Regions from separate parts of the Bombyx mori genome. Here region 2 is linked to region 1. Evidence: chromatin contacts called from public Hi-C data. All regions are on one chromosome and are shown on one strand. Each heading gives the region's core, a stretch centred on a gene start, on an enhancer-like site or on the middle of the called end of the contact. The rest is flanking DNA. Distances are from core to core; before and after follow the strand shown. Region 1 overlaps LOC101740596 (activating transcription factor 3). Region 2 holds the start of LOC101740875 (actin-histidine N-methyltransferase).

Region 1 (2,700 bases), core at 4-2,503:
GCGGATCAACAATTGGCAAGCCGCATGCAATCAAAACATATTTTCAACGTGCAAAGCTATCTAATGAGTAGGCTTCTGTGACCTCGCATTCAATTAGCATTATTAGCTACCTGCCTTTTGAATAGAACGAATATTTTGGCATTCAATTCTATACCCACACTGGCTATAGTATAATATTGATCAGATTAAAATGTTTTATCGATGAACGAAATAATTTTTATCTTCTGCGAAAGAGTTCTACGGGGCAAGACTTGGTAATTACTGGTTTAATTATCTATTTAGGTACTTAGTCAATACTTCGTCACGTTCCCATTATAAATCGACGAACTCCGAGAGAACGTAATCGAAAAATTGATATATACAATAGGTACAAAGATTATCCTAGTAGAAGTTCAATTATTTATATCAAATACTATTGGTTTCATGTATTTGGGTTGATGCCATGTATCATTAACGCAATCTGGGTGTTACATTTACTGTCACAATGAAGCATGGCTTCCAGATAATGATGAGAGGTTGACTTTTCAATTAAAATGCCTTACACTAAACTGAACCGTCACTGTTCTGCAAAAGATATTGTAAGGCTAGACGTGTGTAGGTAATTAATATTACCAAAGTTAGTAATTACAAATTATCAGAAATAATAATCTGTAATTACAATCTATACGCCAAGTAGTTTTATAATTCATTCGAGTGATTCGTAATTGAATGTTTCATAATGAAAAAGTGTCTGAATGTGATTTTAATAACGACACATATTTTCTACCATTGAACAATTGTATTATAGTAATTCTCAATAATAAAGTTGAATAAAATGCAATTATGCATTTTCGTATCGCCATACTTTAGCATTAAATCTTAGTCCTATTACTACTTTTAAAGTCTTTCATAGTTTATCAACAAAAAACTACTTATTCTTGATATTGTCTTGAATACATAAAATAAATAAAAAACAAAACACATGAAAATACTCAGTTTAGAATCTTATTTAAACATAACGGGTTTTATTAGTGTCTTTAAATCGTCAACAATTTAGTGTGGCATTTTGTTTACCACGATATATCTTCGTTATAAAATTTTAGTTTATTTATTACTTGTACTTCAGTCATACGTAATTTTTAATGAGTTTGTAATATTTTTTTGTGTGTTTATTATGTCAGTTTATTTATTTCATGTGGTTAACGCTAACGCTACACTTGCAATGTAGTACATCTTCCATACGACCTTGATGTAATCATCACATCGAGGTGAAGTGACCGTGAATCACGATATTAAAAAATACACGCACGACCCACACATATTAATTCACCGGGATATAATTGTAAAGTTTATAGAACGCATTCGCACTCATTATGCTTTTATAATGCAAGAATGGAACAGGTATAGTTTACAATGTTACGTAATGTTTATGAGGACCTCCGATTTTATGTAGTCGATGATTTATTTATTGCAACGTTTTATTTGAACGCTTTAAACATGTAATTATTATGAAGCGATGGGTATTAACTTCGGATGTATTATTATTCAGTGGAGGCTCCTTCAAAATTACATTTATATCCGTGATTTTATTATAGCGGAGCGGTGTTAAGAAGATTACTAGTATGACGATTTATTATTTAGCATAACAGAGACTTATGTAAGATTTTCTTAAAAAAATATAACTCAAATGTCATATTTGAGTTAATTAAAACAGAAAATACTAGCGGAATATTATTTTTGGAGAGTAAACGTGGTTCCAGATATGTACCTCATTGTAGTTCTGTTTTTCGCGGCATTTCTAATTGAATTGTAACATTAAAACGTATTTCATGCATTTTTCAGACGTGCTCGGAACTTATCAAGGCTGGCCTGAAACTGTCCATTGAATCGAAACGCAAAATGTCCGGTAGCGATACAGACGTCAGCGTGAAACGACTCAAAAAGGAAGAAAGCGATGAAGATTACGATAGCAGTCACACGCAACAAGCCAAAAATGAAGGGGTAAGAATTAAACTCTTAGTTACCGTTGCATTAGGACCAACGCTAACTTTGCAGTTTCGGTCGATCGACTGTAAATACCTTGAAACTCTGGCGGATGGACGAGGATTTATTGTAAGCAGCAACCCTTGGTTACAGAACAACAGGACGACCGATAGCCATCAGGAACTGTGTGATCTACTTGACTCAATGTATACGGGAAAGGTAGGAATGATTCGTAGTGACGGTCGACCGACTTTACACTGTTTTTATCATTTATAAATGTGTTTTTAAGAAGCGCCGCGTAGAAACAAGACTTGGCAATCTAATCGCCAGTCTATGATATTGACTAATCCAAGGTGAAACTGTTGAACAGTTAATATTGTTATTTGGATAATTATATATAAAAAAACACTTAGTTATAAACGAATAATATAGGATTTAAATGAAAGTGAAGTTGAAGGCTATAATTTTTCTTAGCAGTGTTAATGGAGAAAGTTTGTTTGTAAATAGAGATAGAATGGTTATTAAATAAAAATATGTGTGGTGTCGTGGGACACCGGATAGGAACGAAGTTCCTTATTATAAAAAATATTAATTTTAAGTTCTATTCGAGGTATAAAGAAAATAATTATTCGGGTATACATTTTTTATTATGATTTTTTTATTGATAAAAAAAGAGATTACAAAACAAATTAATATACACTCAAAACAATAATCATCGAAATCGGTTGGTGTGATATT
Region 2 (2,700 bases), core at 121-2,620, 89 kb before region 1:
TATCTCATACTGTTTAGTACAGACATTTGTGCTTTAATGTATTATTTAAATTAAATTAAATCTACTTCCATAAATGATGTTGACTATCTACAAACAAAGTTTGCAATAGCTAAAAATATCATCATCAGCCTAGAGATAACCACTAAACCTACCTTAAAGCTCACAAGAATTACTAGTCCTGAATTTCCTAGCACTCAGCAGATTGCTGCGGCCTACATCTGGTCATCAATCCTACTAATGGCAGGCTAGCCTACTGAATTGTGAGTTACAATAATATTACATTATATTATACATTGTATGAGTTTTTGGCCGATTTTTGGAGATGGCAGACCTATTACAACAATCATTCTCAAATCATTAACAAATTCCCTAAGGTTGAGCTTGTGAGCTCAGTGAGCCAGAGGCTGGTAGCCTGGGCATCGCTAGAATGGCCCTCTAGGCACCAGCAAATAGGCAGGATCATAAAAAAAATTTTTTAAATGCAGACCTAAATCTTTAATTTTTTTAATGAAAAACCACTCTTTTTACTGATGATTCATAGTAACGAAGCAAAAGCCATTTAAAACTACTTCATTTCCTTTAAAAATTCAAAGGGTTATTAATTATATATTTAAAATATTCTATAAATTTCCTAATAATAATCAAAAAATTTAAAATTCTACGAAGTCAATTAAATTATATGTAATATTTATAATTTTAATCTTAACTAAGTATATTTTTACTGAAAATTTGCTATACTTTAATTGTTAAATTGTCAAAAACTTAGAACTGAGACAAAATTTGACCTTATGAAATAACCAATTGGATTGATGTACTGAAGTAGTGCTGAATGTTTGGTGTGTTATTATTGATTAATGTAAATGCTACATTGATTTAAAAATAGTTACCATCGAATTGGACACCGTTTTCTCTTAGCCACTGCAAATATTTATCAATGTGAGTTTGCCGAAGAGTTCGAGTATTTCTTAACTGCGTTCCTTCTATGTTAGTAATTTCATTCACTAATTTCTCGATTTCTAAATGATGTTCCCAACTTTTGCTTACGTTACCAGTCGCTTGAAATATACTGGTAAGTCTTAGCACTCTATCAACAAGAAAAGCTAATTCTTTTCTTTTCTGTAGGTATAATTTATTATTTTCCTTTCCAGTGGATTTCTTTTGGTTTTGTTTTGATTGCGATTTTCGTCCCATTATTTTAATTTATCTAATTAAGATTAAAGGAGAAAGCTACTGGCTTATGTGAAGGGAATTAGAAACGTGGAATTATTAAATAGCTAAAAATAGGTTTAAATGGAATAAAGTTTTGAAATCACTTTCATTGGAAAGTGTTGAGTTTAGTCAGATTACATGTCAAGTGTCAACTAAAGAATAATGTCAATGTCAAAAAATGATTTTTTTAAAAAGATTTTATGCTTTGATCTATTCTTAAATAATTTAGAATAAACATTTGTTATGGTCCAAATTTTTGTCTGTAACTTTTTAAAATATACTTGAGTTCAACAAACTATAAGTTGGAACTATATACTTGGAACTATATATACTAACAACTATAGTTGAAAATAACAATAAGTTTGTCTTCTACACGTTCCGGTCTACGCTGTTTTGTATTAATACTTATAGAAATGTATATGTGTATTAAGAAATTAAGTTAATTTGTATTAACAAAATTTATCTAAATGATTCAACTAAAGTTTGTCATACAGTCATAGTACAGTGTATCCATACTTACTCGGTGCTGGTAATCCGTTGGGGCTGGATCTATTTAGTATGAAGGAGATGATCTATAATTTCGAACTACAGATCTTCTACCCAACGTTAAAAAAGTTTGTTGGGAAGTGTGGAGTGGCATGTATCACATGACTAAGATAGATTTACCTACCGGGATTGTTTTTGTGAGAGTTTCCATCATACTACGATGTTCTATATATTAAACTAGCTGTTAGGATGTGTTCATCATGATACAGTCTACGTGTCTCTGAATCACCTTCAGTCGTTTGTGTATTTCTGAAATTAAAATAGAGTGAGAGTTTTAACACCTATCTACAAACACCAGTAACTTTCAAAAAAACACTTAATCTGATGTCAATTTTTTTACATGATAGTGGAAATCTTTCGTGAGCACGTATTACTCGTAGTTCGGAAATATTGGTAACAACCTCAGGATTTCAACTGCACCGCATCACTGGTTGCAAGTTTATTCAAAGACAATCGTTTCTAGTGGCCCGCCTTCTGTATGTTTTGCGAGTTGGCGGTGATTTTGAAGTCGTCGTGGTCTAAAGGATAAGAAGTCCGGTGCATTCGTATCGAGCGATGCACCGGCGTTCGAATCCCGCAGGCGGGTACCAATTTTTCTAATGAAATACGTACTTAACAAACGTTCACGATTGACTTCCACGGTGAAGGAATAACATCGTGTAATAAAAATCAAACCCGCAAAATTATAATTTGCGTAATTACTGGTGGTAGGACCTCTTGTGAGTCCGCACGGGTAGGTACCACCGCCCCGCCTATTTCTGCCGTGAAGCAGTAATGCGTTTCGGTTTGAAGGGTGGGGCAGCCGTTGTGACAATATCTGAGTTGAGACCTTAGAACTATATCTCAAGGTGTGTGGCGCATTTACGTTGTAGATGTCTATGGGCTCCAGTAACCACTTAACACCAGGTGGGCTGTAAGCTCGTCCGCACATATAAGCAATAAAAA

The links. Hi-C and Micro-C count contacts between places; a contact is called where the count stands out from the background.
Region 2: a contact with region 1 is called in a Hi-C map of midgut, with 2.5 times the contacts expected there. The contact joins the promoter of LOC101740875 here to the enhancer-like site in region 1. A contact is called at or near these places in 2 of 7 Hi-C or Micro-C datasets (midgut and whole pupa).

What each region holds. Positions count from the first base shown.
Region 1 is chr18:9,245,489-9,248,188 of ASM3026992v2, reverse strand. LOC101740596 (activating transcription factor 3) reads left to right here. Exons shown (of 7, transcript XM_004928243.5): 4 at 1,822-1,980; 5 at 2,116-2,181. Among protein-coding and RNA genes, the nearest start is that of LOC134200573, 14 kb to the left of the region's middle. Within about 2 kb of position 1,253, at least 4 of the 8 cell types and tissues checked have open chromatin away from gene starts, as enhancers often do.
Region 2 is chr18:9,335,071-9,337,770 of ASM3026992v2, reverse strand. LOC101740875 (actin-histidine N-methyltransferase) reads right to left here and starts at 1,370. Exons shown (of 9, transcript XM_004928245.4): 1 at 888-1,370. The coding sequence starts at 1,191.